Regions from separate parts of the Mus musculus genome. Here region 2 is linked to region 1. Evidence: chromatin contacts called from public Micro-C data. All regions are on one chromosome and are shown on one strand. Each heading gives the region's core, a stretch centred on a gene start, on an enhancer-like site or on the middle of the called end of the contact. The rest is flanking DNA. Distances are from core to core; before and after follow the strand shown.

What was found. A called contact is a pair of places that touch in the nucleus more often than the background predicts.
Region 2: a Micro-C map of the AtT-20 cell line shows a contact between it and region 1, with 7 times the contacts expected there. The contact joins two enhancer-like sites. A contact is called at or near these places in 34 of 484 Hi-C or Micro-C datasets (the AtT-20 cell line, adipose-derived mesenchymal stem cells, astrocytes and 20 more) and 3 of 115 datasets of contacts at active chromatin or transcription factors (astrocytes, embryonic forebrain and embryonic stem cells).

Annotation. Positions count from the first base shown.
Region 1 is chr4:142,876,606-142,883,526 of GRCm38.p6, forward strand. No RefSeq gene overlaps it. Among named protein-coding and RNA genes, the nearest start is that of Gm42341, 230 kb to the left of the region's middle. Within about 2 kb of position 4,081, at least 20 of the 459 cell types and tissues checked have an H3K27ac peak or open chromatin away from gene starts, as enhancers often do. A contact at or near this core is called in the AtT-20 cell line, where this site is marked.
Region 2 is chr4:143,018,890-143,025,810 of GRCm38.p6, forward strand. No RefSeq gene overlaps it. Among named protein-coding and RNA genes, the nearest start is that of Mir7021, 110 kb to the right of the region's middle. Within about 2 kb of position 2,557, at least 11 of the 459 cell types and tissues checked have an H3K27ac peak or open chromatin away from gene starts, as enhancers often do. A contact at or near this core is called in the AtT-20 cell line, where this site is marked.

The DNA of each region.
Region 1 (6,921 bases), core at 2,831-5,330:
CTCCTACATGTCCAGGTTCAGAGAAGCAGGCGGCCATTGTTCTGAGTACGGGGCAAAGCTCGTACTGTGAACTGTGGTGGCTGTTTATATTAATCTTTCTCCATGTTGTCTTCAGATCTGCACAACAGTTTCACACGAGGGTGGACGAGATGCCTCGGGGAGTAAATTCACTTGATCTGCAAGCCTCATGAGTTAAGTCTGAGGAGGCCTTAGAAGCTGAGAACCGACTTCTTTTTTTTTTTAATTAGATATTTTCTTTATTTACATTTCAACTGCTATCCCGAAAGTTCCCTATACCCTCCCCCTCCCTGCTCCCCTACCCACCCACTCCTGCTTCTGGCCCTGGCATTCCCCTGTACTGGGGCATATAAAGTTTGCAAGACCGAGGGGCCTCTCTTCCCAATGATGGCTGACTAGGCCATCTACTGCTACATAGGCAGCTAGAGACATGGGCTCTGGGGGTACTTGTTAGTTCATATTGTTGAGAACTGACTTCTGAAAGTTGTCCCCTGACTTAGGACATGTGCGCGGTAGCATACATATATGTGAATGTGCGCTTGCATGCACGAGTGTGCACACACACACATACACACACATGGCAGACACAATGCATGTGCACATGCATGTGGCACATGCACACAAGTGATGAGGATGAGGATGATACAGTAAATTTTAAAGTTGTGGATCCAACTTTGAACTTCACCAAGCATGATCAGATCAAAAGAAAATAAAACAAGACCGCAGTTGAGGGAACTGTCAAACCCGGGCCTCTAGATTGTCCCTTTAAGATGCTAAAGATGAGAAGAACAAAGGAATGGAGAATGGGAAGGAAGAGCCACAAGCATTCTGTTTGGGAAAAAATGCATTGTGGGAGGAGGATGGGAAGATTGCTCTGTTGGCGAAGAGCTTGTCATACAAGCACAGGGATGTGAGTTTGAGCCCCAGGATCCATATAAAAAAGCCGGTGTGGTGTCGTCATATACTCATAACCCGTTCATTTAGGTGGACACAGGAGAAGCTGTGGTAATCAGTGGTCAGATAGCCTAATCAGAGGGCTTCAAGCCATGAGAGATGCTTAAGCAGATATGGGGTCTATGACTCAGTTGGTACAGTGCTTGCTCAATGTGTTTGAAGCCCTGGATTCCATCCCTGGCACCACATAAACTCAGTGTGGTGCTGTGCACCTGTGAGCCCAGCACGTGAGAGGTGGAGGCAGGAGGATCAAGATTTCAAGATCAGTTTCAGCTGTGTACAGAGAGTTGGTGGCCAGCCAGGAAATCAGGAGACTCTGTCTCAAGATACAACAAAATTCATCTTGGAAAAATAAGGTGGATGGCACCCGAGGAATGACACCCAAGACTGGCCTCTGGCCTACACACACACACACACACACACACACACACACACACACACACACATGTGCATGCATGTCACACACACACACCCAAACACATATACATACATACGTACACACACACACACACATACATTCACTCTCACACATATATGCAAAAGGAAACCCTAAGAGGCCTCAGCACCTCTAATTAATTTATTTCTCGTGTTTATAAAGATTAAACATGGGCTGGAGAGATGGCTCAGCGGTTAAGAGCACCAACTGCTCTTCCAAAGGTCGTGAGTTCAAATCCCAGCAACCATATGGTGGCTCACAACCATCCATAATGAAATCTGATGCCCTCTTCTGAGGTGTCTGAAGACAGCTACAGTATACTTACATATAATAAATAAATAAATAAATAAATAAATAAATCTTTTTTTAAAAAAAAGATTAAACAGCATTTTGTAAGTGTCTAGCTCCTGGTAGGCAGTCAGATCTGTTGACTTGAAGCTAAACCTTGGGTTTCCACCCTGGTCTGGGAAACTGCAGAGGAGAATGTGGCTATCTGGTGGTCATCCTCTCAAGCTATGCTTCCCGTGGTGACCTCATCTCATAGGGACCTGGCTCTATGTCCCCTGATCCCTGGGGTCAGGTTCTAAAATGGTAGAAAAGTGGACAGTATAATTCCAATGCCAACGTTATAAATTGAACCTCTCTGCAGACAGCAGAGAGCCCAACACTGAAAAATTATGTGTGCCCACCATCTGGCTAGTGGGACCTGGGCTCATCCATTGCTCCTTGGTTCTGAGTGTTTCCCAGGTGACAACAACTTTTTAGAGGGTATACAAATGCTAGAGCCCCGATAGGCAGGGATGTAGGTGGGTGTTGGTCATTTAGGGAAGTTGGTTGCAGCTTGTTAAGTCTCTGCGCTTCAGAGAAAGAAGGAAAAGAAATTAAGGTTCGGGGATTTTCCTAATTCCTCTCTCCCCTCTATCTGTGTGCCTTTCCTCTCTAGAGTTAGAGGGTGAGACCTGGGGCTACTGAGCCTCCCCGACATAACTGCAGTCGTATAGACTGCACCATGCTCTGTCCCCACTCATATACTGAAGTCCTCTGCCCATCCCTAAAGGTGCTGGATTTTGGGTCTGTAGCTTTAGGAAGGTGATTGGGGGGGGGGGGATACATGAAGCCCTGAGGACTGAGGCTTCTCAGGATGGGATTAGTGACTTAATATAAGGGAGGGAAGAAGGAAAGGGGGAGGGAGAAAGAGAGAGAGAGACTTGATGTACAGTATCCCATACTTTTCCCATTACTGGGACCAAATGCCTGATAAGAGGCTACTTGAGGTTCGTTTGGCTCACGGTTTGAGAGTACAGTCCATCGTAGAGGAACGTGAGGCAGCCATCACATCACACCCACAGTCAGGAAGCAGAGAGAAATGGATGCTGGTGCTCAGCTCATTCCCTTTCTTTTATTTCACTCCAGGTCCCCTGCCCATGAAATAGTGCTTCTGCACTCAGGGTGGGTCTTCCTTCCTCCCTCGGCTAAACCTGTCTGGGAATGACCTCAGAAGCATACCCTACCCAGAAGTTCATTTCCATGGTGATTCTAGATCTGTGATATATGTTGATAGTCAAGATTAGCCCTCGTATGTACAAAAAAGGGGAGAGGGTCACCACCATTGGCTTGGACTCTCAGCCTCCAAAACGATGAGCAGTGAATACCTATGATCTGAGCTGCCCTGTCTGTATATTTTGCTATACTAAACCAGAGGCATCACAGAGGGATCCAGGGGGACCAGCTAAAGATGAGAAGAGTGGAATTTATATGTGACCAACCTAGATTCAAGGCTCAGAGCCAAGGAAGCATTTCTGCCTCTCTGGTTCATGGTCATCGTCAAAGAAACAGGGTAGGGTGTAAAACTGGGGAAAAAAAAAAGCTGCAGTATGTTTGCCTGTAGCTCATGAGAGTGAAGATAGAGAGCACCTGACATTTTCCAGCCTGTAGTAAACTCTGGATAAATGTTAGATCAAAAAAGATGCTGATTCTGGGTCTAGCTCAACAGTCATCACTTTGAGGAAGCGGGGCTCTGTAAGTTCTCATTAATCCACTTTGCAGTCTGAGGTTTGCACAGAGCCCACCCTGGGGACGTGTTCCTGCAGTGGATGCTAGAGCAGAGAGTGCAGATGCTGGAGGCAGAGAGGAGGGAAGGGGAAGGAAGGAGAGGCCCCAGGAGTCACAAGACAGTGATACCAGGAGCTGGGCAGAGAGTACTGGTAAACCATCTGGACAAATGGGATATGAAGGGTTCCAGAGAGCTCTGGGCAGGAGGGGAGGGAGTGGTTTTAGATGCCTGACTATGTCCTGCTCAAGCTAGGAAACTTCTATGCCAGGACCTGCTCCTGCAGGATAAAAGACAACCATAGAGGGGGGAGGGGGAGCCAAGCCCTGCAGAAGCAAGCTGAGCTTCCTATTTGACACCTGCTAAGCAGATGAGACAGGGTAAATCCAGTCACCCTGTGTGATGTCCCATGTTACAGGCCATCTGCTGCATAGGCTTCTCGGGGTCGGGCACCAGATCTTCCCAGGGTCAGGGCTGAGGCTTTAACAGCCAGACCAGGCTGGGGCACTGAGGTTCAAAGAGAAAGAAGCCCCAATTTGTGCTTCCAGTTCTTCCTGGTTGGGGCAGGCACCACACTGAGGATAGGCTGAGTGGTAAGGGAAGAGTGCCCCCTTCTGGCCATCTACCACACTTCATGGTGTTCTTGGGGCAGACACTGGACAATATCCCTTAAACCCAGATGTCCAAGCTCTCTTGCCCTTGCCGACAGACATCCCAAGGCCTTTGCTCTATGGTTATTAAATTCTCTACCCTGAAAGCCCATCCATTAGCAATTCTATTAAAATTCCCCTATAGTCCTTATGAAATCACAAGGGACACCAAGGTCAGGAAAGGATAGTGTTCTCCCAAGGTCACAGCTCTGGAGGGAAAAAAAAAAAAAAAGCCTGACATTGCTGTTAAGAAGGGCCAGGCCCCTCTGATATATCTGTTAGCAATAGTAGATCAGAAAATGCAGGTGCGGGGGGGGGGGGGGGCTATAGGGGACTTTCGGGATAGCATTTGAAATGTAAATGAAGAAAATACCTAATAAAAAATTGGGGAAAAAGATGTAAATAACCAATAAAAAATAAAAGAAAATGCAGTGAGGGGTGGAGTGGGGGTGGGGGTGGGGAGGAAGACAAGCCTTGGAAGAGAGCAAAGGCTGGGGTACTTAAGGGCACACAATAGATTAAGCAGACATTGTCAGCAAAATGACTCCTCTCTTTCTGCTGCATCCAGATGCCTTTGTCTTCATCCTAGCCCTTCATTGCCTAGCTGTGCAATTCTGGGAAAGCGACTCAACCTCTCTGGGTGTCAACTTCCTAATCTATAATATGGGTAATCTGTTTAAATAGCAAGGTTTTTGTTTTTTTTTTTTTTCTGCACAGAGAGCCTAATAGATCAGACCCTAATATCAGCCTCATGCATCATGTCTAGCTGAGCTGTTTCTACAGTGCTGGGATGAGCCTCTCAATGTTCAGACAGAACTTGAAGGTTCTGCCACCTGTTACCCTTGAGCTGTGTGTCACCAGGTAGACAGGGTGCAGTCGGGAAACAGCTGAGTTACACTGCTGGGAGCCTCAGCTACCCACAAGCAGGGATCTCATGGCTAGGCACCAGAAGAAAAGTAGATCAGGGAGAACCGGGGAGAACGGGGCTGAAGAGATGGCTTAGTGGTTACGGGCATTTGCTGCTCTTCCAGGGGATCCAAGTTTAGTTCCCTGCTCACAGTAGGCTGCTTACAGCTGCCCGTAAAGCCAGACCCAGTGGATCCGATGCTATCTTCTGGCCCCTGTGGGCACCTGCACATATATGGCATACACATGGCATGAGAAAGGGGAGAGGGAGAGAGAGAGGGAGAGGGAGAGGGAGAGGGAGAGGGAGAGAGAGAGAGAGAGAGAGAGAGAGAGAGAGAGAGAGAGAGAGAGGTCGGGTTCAGCAGGTAAAGGGTCTTGCCACCAAACCTGACAACCTGAGTTTTGTCTCTAGTACCCACATATGGAAGAAGAGACCCAACTCATACAATCCGTCCTCTGACCTCTACACACACTCCCCCTCCCCCCCCAACATACACACACTAAATAAATAAATGCCATTAAGAGATGTAAGAAATATGACAACACAGACTTGAGGACAGAGAGCAGTATGCCGAAGGACAAGAAGAGAACCCAGCGTGGCACCATCATGGGGGAGGAGCCCAGCCCCGTCCTGCAGACAGCCACCTCCACTCCCACGGGGCAGTCACACACGATCTGCTTCTAACCCTCAGATCAAAGAAGATGGTGGTTCCACTTAAGCTAAGCTCGATGTCTTCCTCAATCCACCCTAAGTCCCTTCATTGCTTATACAAGTTATTGAAAGGAAGAGAGAGAGAAAAAAAAACTAAAGTCAATAATGTGTTTTAAAATCCTGGCACCATCGCAAAGTGCATCTTGCTCCATCCTTGGTGAACAGCCTGCAGAGGCGGAGTTGCTGTGGTTTTTCTGAGCTTCAGCCCACTGAGCAGGCTTTGCAATTGTGTGCCTCTCAGATTCATAGCTGGAAGGGTGATATTGCAGCCTCGGGGACCTGTGGGACTTATGCTTAGGTAGGCTACACAGCAGTGACTTTGTCTACACACCTGCCATCTCCTTCCTATCTGTGGGCTTATGAAAAGCTCCAGCAACCAGAGTCTTCTATCTGGTGAGCCACACCCTCACGCTCAGCATCTGTTACAGAGCTAATAAGCGGATGCAAGGTACCATAAATGTTGCACGGATAGAGTGGGAACCACTGCCTGGCTTCTCCTCAGCACAGAGAGAGAGCTTAGGGTTCTCTGTGACAGATTTATCACAAATGAGTTGAAAGACCCAGCTGACCACTGGAGGACATGGTAGTGCCATCTGTAGCAGACTTGGCAGTAGCCACCAAGAAACAAGAGATGCCTGACCTTGGGGTGTGGGTGTGGTAGAGATAATTGTCTTGGAATGGGGTGGGGAAGGGGAGTAGAAAGCCAAGATGGCTTTAAAGATCCAGGGACATAGTTCAAAGTGAAAACTTTCTCTAGGGAGTGACTTCTGGAAGGGAAATGGTGTGTTGTCTTAGACACGTTGGCACAGTTTCCAGCCATCAAACCTGGGGATGTGGTGGAGGAGGACTCTGCATTCCTAGTGTGGCTTTTGTCCCAGCCCCCTCTTCAGCTGATATTGGTACTGAGTGAATGACCCGTTATAAGAAGTTTTGTGTATTCCAGGTGTGTGCCAGACTGTGGACTGAGAAAGGCAGAGAGACGAAGCCAAGGCTTTTAAAAGACTCAGCGAAACAGGTGGATACCACCAAGCATCGGGCCTCAATTTCCAACATTGCATCTATGATTAGGAGAGTTAGAGTCATGACCCTCTCAGCAAATGTCCACTCCTAAAAATCTAGATCCCACGTGTTGGAATTGAGATGGGTGACCTACAGTAGTAACTAAAAATGAGCCAGAGACAAGGAATCCAGACAG
Region 2 (6,921 bases), core at 1,307-3,806, 140 kb after region 1:
CAAGAAATCACAGCAAGAAATGACCACCTTGGGGATAATAGAGTTGAGGGGGCAAGGAGGAAGCACCAGGAGACCTACAGTTCGACGGGAGGGAGAGGAAGAGGGAGAGGGAGAGGGAGAGGGAGAGGGAGAGGGAGAGGGAGAGGGAGAGGGAGAGGGAGAGGGAGAGGGAGAGGGAGAGGGAGAGGGAGAGGGAGAGGGAGAGGGAGAGGGAGAGGGAGAGGAGGGAGAGGGAGAGGAGGGAGAGGGAAAGGAGGGAGAGGGAGAGGAGGGAGATGAGGGAGAGGGAGAGGGACCTCTGGCCTCCTGGTTTCCATAGTTCCCATTCTGGCCTTTGGGGACCAGTGATGCACAGAGCCCTAAGAAGGATGGACAGGCTCCTTCATTTTCCTACCCCTTGGACATTTCAGGAAGCATGTGCTACAATACAACGTCACAAGCCTATCAGGAGAAAAGCAGCTGCTACCTGGGCAGGTGTGCAGAGCACCACATCTGGGCTTAGCATATAGACTCCTGCCTGACAAAGCCCCCTCTCTGGTCTTAGAAAAACTGGTCCTGAGATCTGAATTCACACCCCAGTCCCTGGCTGGTTTCGAAAGCAGACCTTCACAGACGCCATTCCTATACTCAGGATGGATTTAACAACTCTGGGCTCTACAGGATAACCAGGGAGCAAGTAGGTCACAATCCTGCTTCAGTTTTCCAGGTGGGGAGAGGGAGGCTCAGAAGTGAATTGACTGTGACACTGTGATGTTCCAAGGCCCCTTCATTTGCCTTCAGGCCACACAGTCTCCATGGCTACATTGCTTAATGCTTGTGGTTCCCAAGGGTGGTTCCCTTTATTGTCCCAAGACCCCTCTGGGTTGGAGGAGGATCTTCTGAAGCCTGGAAGTTCCTCAGCATAGTCTTTCCAATTCTGAAGGACCTGGTCCTGGAGCACGGCAGGTGCCATCTTTACCAGATCAACTGTGCCCACGTTCAAGAGTCTATCACCATTAGGCTTGTTGGTGAATGGCAGTCCCTCACAAAAGGAGTGGGTGGGGAGAGTCATTGGAAGTGGAGAGGGGTCCTGCTGGAAGGGCTAGGCACAGAGACTAGGAAAAGCTAACAGGAGGGTGCTCCATCTTGCAGTCTTGACAAGGGAGCTCCCATCCACACTAGCCACAAGCCTTCCTCTGAGGCTACTTTATGGTCATTGACCCTCCTGCCTGTAACCAATGCTTTACCAATGACCCTAATAAATTCATTGACTCCCAGGATGCATTTTGGCAAAGCAACAGTTTGGTTCGTTCTTGGGATCTTATGAGACGGGGTAGGCATTGCTTACAACTCCCCAGGAGAAAATTCTAAAAGAGACTCTTCCTTCCCTGCAGGGTGGCAAGAATGGGCACCTGGTCATGTGGCCACAGCAAGACATCTAAATACACACAGTATAGATCAGGGTGGTTTAAAATAAATTTTGAAAGCAAAGCATCATGGTATATGTCAGTCGTCTCAACTTCTCAGGAGACTTAGGCATGAAGATCTCTCTTGAGCCCAGGAGTGTGACACCAGACTGGATAACATATGGAGAACCTGTCTCTTTGCAATTGAAAGGGAAGACGATAAAGAATAAGGTGGTGGGCCATAAATTCCAGACCAGCACTGACCGTTAAAACTACAATGTAAGCTACATCTGGGACTTTATATTTTCTTGTATTTCTTAAAACACGGAAAGGTGCAATTAACTTTAATAGCCATTATTGATGCCATATAACTGAAACTAATCATGTTAGCACATTACTAATATAAAACAACATTAGTGTCATACTTTTATATTTACTTTTTCATTCCAATTCCTTAAAAACCCAGTATGTGGCTCTAACACCCACAGCAAGCACATCAGATGAGCCACGTGCTAAGTGTCAGATGGCCCGCATGTGGAGACAGGCTGCTGTGGGGAACATCTGAGGTTGGCAGTGGCCCATCCTGGCTACAGATTCTGGTTTCATTGCTGGCCTGTGTTGCCATGGCGAGGCCACACCAGCTTGTATACCACCAGTTTCCACCTCAGTGGTCCATACTCTTAGGCCAGGTCAGTGAACTTGGCTTCCCACACGGTCAGTCCTGCAGTACTCCTCCTGCAGAGCAGGTATGGAAAGCCACTGTTGTTGCTGAGAGCATGGAAGGCAGATAGAATCAGGTCAGGGGAAGCCCAGAGAAGGAGCTGTGAGATCCGCCCCGGTCCCTCACATTCCTGTCTCCTGTTTTTCACTCCTGTCACCTTTCCTTCCTGGTCCCCAGGCATCCTTCAAGAGCAACTCAGGTACCATTAGAGAAAGGGAGCAAGGAGAGAGACGGGGGTCCCTGAGGCAGAAAAAGGCGAGAGACAGGAGTGAAGGAAGAGAGGAACCAGAGAGGAAAGGGGCCAGACCAGAGTGGAAAGGGAGGGAAGAGAAGTGGGGTACAGGGAAAGCTGGCACTGCCTCAGAGGGTTAAGCACAGCTGCACCAAAGGACCCCATTGATAGCAGCAAGGGCAGCACAGATGTGGCTGCTCAGCTAACTCGGGGCGTTCTTTCTACTGTCCTCTACCGCCCCCTCCTGGACTCCAAGCTCAATAACCACGTTAATCAGGAAAGACAGAGTGAGGTTGGAAAAGCTCAGGAATGAAGAGTACTGTGCAGTTCCTAAGACCCCAGACAATGCAGAGTGGACACAGCTAATTTAAAAGACACATGGAAAAGCATGTAATTCCAGTCCTAGAGCTCCAGACAATGTGGTGCTGTGCTTGGCCTGCGGGTGGGGTGACAAAGGCCTAGCTCCTGTTCTAGAGGTTACACGGGGTGCGTCCCACATTGCTAGTCCTCCACTATGCCACTGAGCACCAGAATTATGCAGATCATGGTGCCGGGAGGAAGATGCCTTCAGGGAGCATGGCCAGAGCAATGCACAGTTGCATCTTCATGGTGCAAGATAGTGAGGGCCCCACCGATACCCCTGAAGGAGGCTCAGCATGCCAGTCCTTCTGAAGCAGCAACCATTAAGCTGACCATCATAGTGAAAACCACCCACCTCCAGCTGATGAGCACCAAACATGTTGGGAGCACGGAGATTCATACTTCCCTTCTGTCTAGCTTCAGTCAGCCCCAGAAGAGGGTTCATGTCCCACACTGTCCAGGGGTGACTTTGTGACTTCCTGAGGCCAGAACCACTATCTCTTCTTCAAGATCCTCCTACCTGTGGGTCCCTCTGCTCAGCCCCTCACACACACACACACCCCAGTCTACACTGCTTCACTTTCCACAGATGACGGCTCCATAATCCCACTGAGCTGAAATTATTTTAAGTCAAAAAATGTATTGGCTGTCCACCAAACATTGTCACTTAGCCCTGTCCACCTTCAACATGCTTAGAACTCTGTAGACCACACAGGTGAGCAAGCCCATGGTACATGAAATGTGTGTGTGCTCCAGAGAGTTCCTATATGTGCAGATGTTCATACACATCTGTGCACATTCATATAGGGCCAGAGGTCAGCTTTGGATGTTGTTCTTAAGGGATTATGACATATGTGCGAGGCTTCCAGATCTCCTAGAACTGGGGTTACAGGTAGTTGTGAGCTACCCTGTGGGTGTGAGAATTGAACCCTGCTCTCCTAGAAGACCAGCCAATGCTCTTAATCACCGAACCTTCTCTCTAGCACCTTGTATTATTCTTTTAACATCCCTTTCATTTCTTTCTTCCATAATCTGTATTATTTTTTTCTACCTACTGATTTGGGATTTAACTTGTTCTGCTTTATCTAGGACCTTGAGATAAATTATTAAGTTGTTTATTTAGAATCTGGCTTTTTAGATATTTATTTAATGTATGTGTGTGTGCATATGCACTCATGCAGTCATGTGCCCTCTCATGCACACATGCCATGCTGCACATGCAAAGATCCAAAGACAAGAGTCGGTTGGTTCTCTGCCTCCACCAGAACTCAAGCCATCAAGGCTTGGCTGCAAGTGCCTTTACCCTCTGAGCCATCTTGCTGGCCCAAACATTTATTTTTTAACATAATCACTCATAACTATTTTGGGACTCCCATTGCTGTAAGTTAACCATTCTGATAAGTCCTTTTCACTTTCATTTTATCCCAGGAATTCTTTCAATCCCTCCCTGATTTTTCCAAAGACCCCATTGTTCATTCAATCACATATTGTTTAGTATAGTGTATTAGTAGTTTCTGTTACTACTGATATCCAAATGTGTTTCATTGCAATCTGATAAAATTGAAGTTTTGAAGGTTTGGAGAGTTTGTTTTGGTTGGTTGGTTTTGTTGGGAGGGGTTTATTTGGTTTTGTTTTGTTTTGTTTTGGGGTTTTGGGGAGGTGTTTTTGCCAAGTCTTGCTCCATTCAATGTTCTGTGGCCAGCTGCATGTGTATCCACAGCTATTGGGTAAAATATTCTGTAGATGATTTGTAAATACATTGGATCTATAGTGCAATTTAACTGAAAGAGTTTTGGGCCTGCATTATCTATTTGGGTTGAAATCCCACACTATAATATCCAGACCTATCAGTCCCTTTACTTCTAGCAGCGCTACTTCGTAAGATTGATTTTGTCAATGTTTGTTGCATACACATTTATACTAGTGATATCTTCTGAATGGGTTTCCCTTTATCAACAAGCAGTGGCTTTGACTATCTCTGATTAATTTTGTCTGCAGTTTACATCACCAGGTCTGAGGGTAGCACCTTCTGGTTTTTTATAACTTGCCATCTTGACTACACCCATTCACTCCGTCTGTGTATGTCTTTGCCTGTGAGGTGTGTTCTCTCACAGAGGATGAGCACTTAGGCTTTGTCTGGCTCTTTGCTTTAGGTTTGTTTGCTCAGCCTGCTACACTGTATCATTAAGTTGCTTACTTTGCTTTAGGTTTGTTTACTCAGCCTGCTACACTATATCATTAAGTTGCTTATGGAGAGGGTTCCTGTGGTTCCGTTGGCCATGTTTTTCAGGATTGGTTCAAATACTCTTTATTCTAATCTATTCGAACTTGACCCCTAGTCTACGGTCTTGGATATGATTGAGTATTTCCTAAATCTCACTTATCCATTGATTCTTCCCATAGAACCTATTCTTGCCTATGTTGCCCTGGCTGAGATAACTGATGATCACAAACTGCTTAATTTAGTGCTTGCCTGATGAGGTCTTTATTTCCTTATCAATTTTTAAAGATCACTGGATATAATAATCTCTGTTGGCAATTATTGACTTTCAGGGCTTAAAATATATCACTGCATGAATTTCCAGCTTTTAAGGTTTCTTGGTGTTACTCTGATGAGCTTTCCTTCCATCATTTAACGGTCTTTGTTCTGCAGTCTTGGCATTTTAAGTGAGTGTTGTAGAGTTCTTTTCTGTCTGTGTCTGTCTGGGGTCCTAATGGTTACTGTGCTTGCCTGTCTGTTTCTTCCCTAGGCTTGAGAACTTTTCCGCTATAATTCAATGAATGAATAGGGGTTCTATGCATTCATATTTCATCTCAATTCCTTCTTCTGGCTTCTTGGGTTGTGTTCTGAGTGTATGTGAGCCTCCCACATCAGTCTCCTGAGTAACACAGTAACACACTTGCACACAATTGCATCTGATCTAACCAGAATAGCTTTTAATTTATTTGGTTATAGGTTATTAATTATATAATAGATAGTAGTTTATGTATGGTATATTTTTGCCTTGGGGATCATGCAATCTGAGCAAATGCTCTACTATTGAGTCCTATACTGTTCTGCTATTAAATCACATCCCCAGCCCTTATGTAATAACTTAACATTAATTTAAAGGTTATTGAAGAATGAACAACCCTAATCACTATTTTTTTGAGCATATGTCAAATTGTATCAAGCTCTGTGGTCAATTAGCTAATTCAACTTTCACGTTAGGACGCGAATATTCTTATCCCACTTTACTGATGAGAAAGAGACAACCCCAAGAGGTTAATCAATCAGTTCAAGGCTGCAGAGGTGGCATGCAACAGGACCGGGATTAGAACCGGGGTATCTGATTCCAAAGCCCATGATGATGTATACTGTCTCGTCTGCCACACTCAAAGAGTCAGAGCAGGAACCTTTAAGCCCAGAAATTGGGGAGGGGAGGGGAGAAAAGAGAAAATGAAGGGGACATGAGATCCTTCATATAGGAAAATCTCCAAAGCATGGATGGAATTTTAAGAGAGACGAGAGGAGATAAGCAGCTGGTATTTACTTAGAAAATGCTATAATTGCTGGCATAATAGACTCAGCCATCAGGAGCTAGAGGCATCGCCGTCAACACAGCATCCAGCACAAAAGGACCAGTGTGCTGAAGATACGCCTGGCCCGGCTGGGAGGAGATGTGAGCCCCTTGGACACATCATTCATGCAAGGAATGACCAAGAACACAGGCAGCAACATCCCTGAGGAATCCCATCCCCCAAAACACTTCTCCAATACCTGCTACCCTGCCCACACCAAGCAGAGTGCCCTAGAGAATGAAGGAGATAGAAAATAAAAACGTATACTCCTCCTTAGCCCCCTTCTTTCCTCCCTCACTTCAGCTTCCAACCTGTGCTTAAAGCAGATTGATTCTCTTAAGAAGAGCCCAAATCTATTTCAGTTGACAGGTTCCTCTGAGATTTGGGTATCCCTGTCTGTTTGACCCACCAATCCCCACTTCTAATGACCACATCTCTCTCTTTGTTCTCTCTCTCTCTCTCTCTCTCTCTCTCTCTCTCTCTCTCTCTCTCTCTCTCTCTCTCTCTCTCTCTTTCTCTCTCTCCCCTCTCTCTGTCGCAGTACACACGTTGGGGGGTATCAAAGGATAACTATGGGAGTCACTTCTCCTCTTCTACCGTGTGAGTCCCAGGGATTCAGCTCTGATCATCAGGCTTGGCAATGAGAAGTCTTACACACTGAG